2 separate regions of the Lactuca sativa genome follow, and region 2 is linked to region 1. A link is a contact called in public Hi-C data. All regions are on one chromosome and are shown on one strand. The core of a region is the stretch at or near the end of the contact, and the rest is flanking DNA. Distances in the headings are between cores, read along the strand shown.

What was found. Hi-C and Micro-C count contacts between places; a contact is called where the count stands out from the background.
Region 2: a Hi-C map of seed shows a contact between it and region 1, with 4 times the contacts expected there. The contact joins the promoter of LOC111893677 here to the promoter of LOC111917335 in region 1. A contact is called at or near these places in 3 of 4 Hi-C or Micro-C datasets (leaf and seed).

Annotation. Positions count from the first base shown.
Region 1 is chr6:59,810,472-59,813,678 of Lsat_Salinas_v11, reverse strand. It overlaps LOC111917335 (UDP-D-apiose/UDP-D-xylose synthase 2), which reads left to right and starts at 1,780. Exons shown (of 9, transcript XM_023913026.2): 1 at 1,780-2,257; 2 at 2,566-2,658; 3 at 2,765-2,872; 4 at 3,032-3,146. The coding sequence starts at 1,982.
Region 2 is chr6:59,947,067-59,950,273 of Lsat_Salinas_v11, reverse strand. It overlaps LOC111893677 (putative disease resistance RPP13-like protein 2), which reads left to right and starts at 1,577. Exons shown (of 2, transcript XM_023889743.3): 1 at 1,577-3,207. The coding sequence starts at 1,577.

The DNA.
Region 1 (3,207 bases), core at 531-3,030:
TGATCGATGGCAGAGGCTTCACTGCTTTATGCGTAAGCCAATAAGTCAGGGAACACCAACCCGATGGTTGAATAGGCCCGAGGGTATTCCATCTTGAGGATGATTGGACCTATAGTATGTTGGCATTCCAACCCGATGGTTGAGGGTCTGGGGTATTCCAACACGATGGTTGATCGGACCCATAGTGTGTTGCCATTCTAACCCGATGGTTGAGGGGCCTCTAGTATTCGAACCCAATGGTTGATTGGACACATAGCATGATGTTATTGTGTATGTGTTATTTGTTTGTATGTTGGTACTTTGGGGGAACTCACTAAGCTTTGGGCTTACAGTTTTGGGTTATGTTTCAGGTACCTCATATGATCGCGGGAAGGTGAAGGCATGACCATGCACCTCCTTGTGTTTTAATTTATGATTTTGGGAAAACTCTGATACTAAACATGTTTTGAAAACTAAATTGTAAACAATGATGATTTGTGGATTGGTTTTAAAAAGTTTAATTTTTTCATGAATTTTGTGGAAGTTACACAAGTTCAAGAGTCAGTTGAATTTGTAGCAACTTGAACTTCACTTGCTTGGCTAGTAGCATGTATCATGAATTAAGTCGGGTTAGCCAAAATGCTTCACTTGGTTGATGATGATCTTTGAGTACCAGTTGGATTGACTAAGTGCATATCACTTATCTCCATATCACTCATTGATATTTTAGTAGTTAATTTATAAGTTTGAGATAAAATCATCTCCATAATACTCATGTGTTGACTTGTATGAGTCCTTTCTTCACCATTATACTCTAAAATGGGATCAATAACAATAACCCATTGAATAGAAATTCCAGTTGACTCAGAATTTTGTACACGGACATAATCATTGATACTTGTAAATGAGAATGTAAATGATTTGAACTCATTATAATTTCCAATGCATCCTTGTTCAAAACAAATATGTTATCTTCATTGTCTTGATCTCATGTGATGAAATAGTTTCTAGAACTAAATAATCATGTATGGATTTTACTTCGTGTATTAAATATAGTACCAATAGGTAAAGTATGTAAATGATTCTATTAAGTAACATACCATGAGGTGAAATTCATAGCAAATCAGACTTTTCAAATCCAACAAAACTGAAAAATATAAATCCAAGAGATAGTATCAAAACATTTAGAATGTGAGGATTAAAGTTTTATTTCTCTTATTGGTATATGTTAGTGATGGGAGGCAAGGGATGGTGCTATGATGGGTATTGGTGGATGTGCTATGAAGGGCACATGTGATGGTAGTTCAAAATGGTGGTGGTCAGGGTGGTTTTACCAGAAAGACAAGTAAGACATGGTTTAAGGTCATGGGTGAATGGCGAGACAACGAAGAGAGATGTGAGTAGAGGGAAAGGGAGACAATCATTGGTAATAAAAGGGTGAATGAAAATGAAGTAAGAGTCTAACTATATAATAAAGGTAAATCTTAAAAGATACACTTTTAATAAATCCACAAGTACTCTTCCAAAAGATCAATAACCCTACAAATTGGAACCACAAAGATCATGTAAAAAAAAATTCACAATTTCCGCAAGGACTATTCGCAGTATTTTTGCTAACACACGAACCATTTGTGTAATTTTGTCCGATTAAAATTATAAAAACAAAACAAAATAACCGACAGTGGGCAAGCGCTGCAATCTAGTGGCCTCATCCCTACGCTACATCACTACAAATCGCATACACCCCGTCGTTGGATCACAAGACCATACAGATTATCATACTCGTGAGAGTAGGAAATCACAAACATCAACTTCACACAGTTTAATCACTTAATTGCAAGTGACTGAGTAAGTCCATGAACCCTGTGAAGTGTGAACCTCCTCCCTCCTTTTTCTATCTGCTTTAAATACCTTCCCTCGTTCCCCCAATATCCTCCCGTCGACACCGGATCGAAATCCGATCCCTAAACAAATAGAGAAAATCTAGACGCAGAGGAGAGAGATGGCATCTACGACGGCGAGGTTAGATCTGGATGGAAATACGATAAATCCGATGACGATATGTATGATTGGTGCTGGAGGATTCATAGGTTCGCACTTGTGCGAGAAGTTGATGCAAGAGACGCCACACACGGTGTTAGCTGTCGATGTTTACAATGACAAGATCAAGCACCTGCTCGAACCGGACTCTCTTCCTTGGGCTGGGCGCATTCAGTTCCACCGACTTAATATCAAGAATGATTCTCGCCTCGAAGGGCTCATCAAGTGTTCCGATCTGGTAAATCTTCAATCGCTTTCTTCAGATATGTTTGTTTTATAGTATGTATCTTATAATTTAAATCTTCTCGAATCCTCATGTTCACCTGCCTTAATAGAAGTGAAAATGAGCTACAGTGTGTAAGATCGTAAGAATTCTATATTATTTTGTCATTTTTTAATGTTTGAAGTGCAAGATAGTGTAGAATACTTTAAGCAAATCCTAATCATGTTTAAAAGCTTAGTAAATTGCGTGATCTTGTATCCAAGAATGCAGATCGGTGTCGAGTATTACTTTTCTGTCCTGAATTTTCTAATTTTTGTATGTAGACGATAAATCTGGCCGCGATTTGCACTCCAGCGGATTACAACACGCGTCCTCTTGACACGATTTACAGCAATTTCATCGATGCGCTCCCTGTGGTATGTACTGCGTCTCATTTGCATTGCTTTGACGTTATAATTCAAATCAAATCTTATTCTTGATGATTGAAAATATGATGGAGAATTATGTCACTTTCATATATAGCTCAAGTACTGCTCAGAGAACAACAAGAGGCTCATTCACTTCTCTACTTGTGAAGTGTATGGGAAAACAATTGGTAGCTATCTTCCCAAAGATAGCCCCTTACGACAGGTAACTTCCAGATCTTTGAACTCTTCTTCATCTAATACAATTGTATGTTTTATCATGGGATCTGTTTTCACTTTTCATCTGGTTAGCTAATAGCTAACTCATTCTCGTGCAAATCGTAGCTGATTTGAAAGTCACTTTTCTGGATGATAATGTCTACAGGATCCTGCTTACTATATTCTTAAGGAAGATGTTTCCCCATGCATATTCGGATCAGTTGAGAAACAGAGATGGTCATATGCATGTGCAAAACAGTTGATCGAGAGACTAATTTATGGTGAACAAACTTAACCAACTTAATGTTTCACTTCTCATTCACTAACAACACCATCTTCTTC
Region 2 (3,207 bases), core at 328-2,827, 140 kb before region 1:
CGACAAGATCTACAACTTTAGTTTAGACTCCGTCGGCTAATTTTGATATTATTTTTCGTCCATATTTTTATAAAATTAAATGATTTTGCTAAAATCATAACTTTGTCATACGAACTCAGTTTTTGACATTCTTTTTCTCAAAATTCATATTTTGAGTACTACGATTTTCGTTTTGGTGGAATTGGCTAAAAGTCAACCATTCTTTTCGTAGTTTTTTACGTCATACATTCGTTGTGTGTGTCTGATTTTATATCTTATAAAAATCATATCTAATTCATATGGAGTCGGATTTCTGCGAAATTTATATTTTCGGGATCGGGGAGACGTGTATTTTCTATATATATATATATATATATATATATATATATATATATATATATATATATATATATATATATATATATATATATATATGTTTTGGCGCACTTATTTTTACGATTTACGGACGATTCAGCTGATTTTTGTTATTTATATTATAATAATCATGAAACACATAATATTCACATAATTCTTCTTTATTACGTTAAATATGTTACAATTGTTGACCATAACTATTACTTTGTTGTTGTTGTTGTTGTTGTTTGTTAATCAAAATAGCTATCATTGCTAAAGGAATCTGTTACCCCATCCTTGTGATGCATCAAAGAACGTAGTCCTGGTTTCTACCTTTATCACACATAATGGTGGGTTTTGAAGTGGAGAAATAAAGAGACCATTAGTGTTAGTGGTTCTTGACTTCAGATTAAATATATTAGCGTTAGGGATGTAGGGATCAAAACCCAGTGTGGTTTTGTTTTTATTTTAATTTTTAATTGTAATTAGTTAAAAAATGTAGTATAAAAACATTTAAAAAGGGTAAAGAGGTCATTTTGTTTAGGCAAGACCATTAGTGTAAGATTGAGAAACCGTAAAGATTATTTGTGCAAGTTTAGATACCACAAGGACCATATTAGCCAAAAAAAATTTACAGGGATTGAAGTTGTCACCTTTGGTAAATCATGGGACTATTTATTTAATTTTGTCATAATTGAACGAATGGACTTTAGTTGACTGACAGGTGTTGGAAGACAAACCAAAAGGTATGTCTCCTCGTAACTTCCCTGTAATTCTTCCTTACTCCTATTAACCTTGATTATAGCTTAGTCGTAAAGAAACAGAAATTTACTTGTAACTTCAAATATTGACAACGGTATTTGACACGCCAATCAATTTCTCCTCTCTTTGTATTTTCTATGACCTTTCCGAGTGTCAAGTGTGAAATAGGTGACTACACATAAACGTTCCTTTTCTTATCACCTTAACTGAAATTACATGTATAAAAACAATCGAAAAGATCTCGTGGTAAACTTCTTCTTAGTTTCTTCAGATCAATAAACAAAAACTCATATGCAATTTCCTCGATCAGCAAATAAGAACCCATAAAGCAAATTGATCATTGTTTGTAGGCCGGTGGGCCAAACATAAAGAATAGTAGGCGTAAATTTGTATAAAAGGGTCAAGAAACCTTTCCTGGTATCACAACTCCATAACTACCGTGCTCCAAGTCCACAACAGAGAAAGAGAGAGATCTTATCCAATGGCAGTAGAGGCAGTAGTATCTGTGGTGTTACAGAAACTAACGGACATGCTGAAAGGGCATTCACAATCCCAAAACAAAGTCATAGTCTACGACGTCCAGGAGATCATTAAGTCGCTCAATTCGTTGAAAAAGTTGATGGAAATCAACCAGCAACCAGAAGAATACCTTGATGCTGTGTACAACATCGAAGACGGGATTGAGAAGTTCACTCTCATTGTTGCTTGCAGGAGGGACGTATTTGGTTTCTTAACAAACCATATTTTCTTCTTCAACAACTTGAAATCTTGCTACAATATCCACCAGAAAGTAAAGAAAATCACTACACAACTGATGTACCTAAGAGATCATCAACCTCACCAGAGGACTCCTATAATAGAAGTTTCAAACGAAGAAAAAGCTGATAAAGAACCTGTGGGTGAAAATCATACAACTGTAAAAAATCACACCCCTTCACAGGGTTCTTCTTATACTTCAGAAACACAAGAAACAAATCATGTAGGTTGTATGGATGAACTAAGCTTCAGTTACTCATGCAACGAAGAAGAGATTCAGATTGTCGGTGTCAAAGAACGTTTTCAGCAAAGACGGCGAATTTCAAGCTTTTCCTACAAAGAAGAAGATTTGGGAATCTTTGGGCTGAAAGAAGATGTCGACATTCTGGTTGATCATCTCACCAAAAACAGTACTGAACATGTTGTCTCTATTATTGGTGAAAGGGGTATAGGCAAAACAACACTTGCTCGCATAATCTACAAAAATAAAGACATCAAGCGCCATTTTCAATTCTGTGCTTGGGTTTCGGTGTTGGAGGAGTACTCCACAAAAGACATACTGCTAAACTTGTTCAAGGCAACCCAAAGTATCACGGATAAACCCATTAATATGGATGATGAGAAAGTAGTGAAGTTGAAGCTTTCATCATACCTCAAGAATAAAAGGTACTTGGTTATCCTAGATGGCTTAAGTACTTGCAATAACTTGGAAGTTTTAAAGGAAACCTTACCAGATGAAAAGAACGGAAGTAAGCTGCTCTTGACTTGTTTACAAACGATCGAAACTCCACAGATGAAGATAGTTTCGCATCGTATGATGCCTCTAACTGAAGACGACAGCTGGAACATGTTCAGAGAGAAGATCGGGAAAGAACAAAGTTGGGCTCTGGTTCCAGAGAAATCAAAGCTTGCAATTCTACAGAGCTGTAAGGGTCTACCCCTGAATGTTGTCCTACTTGCAGGTTTTTTCTCCATGAAGGATCCAAGCAGCTGGTCTCAAGTTTTCTGTTGTGAGCAAAACTCTGTAAACATATTGTCTCTTTGCTTTAACGACTTGAGCGACCACTTGAAGGTATGCTTGCTTTATTCAGTGCTTTTTCCTAAAGGATTTGACATTCCAGTAAGGAGGTTACTGCGGCTGTGGCTTGCAGAAGGCTTTGTCAAACAGAATTCGACCAAAGTGTTTCCAGAAGATATCGCCCAAACATATTTTGAAGAATTAGTCAACCGAAACATGATTCAAATATCAAAATTGAGGTCTGACAATAGCCCAAGAAGATGTCGCGTGGTTGGAGTTCTTCATGATTATTTGTTGCCAAAAGCCCAAGAAACTAATCTGTTTCACAACTATCGTAA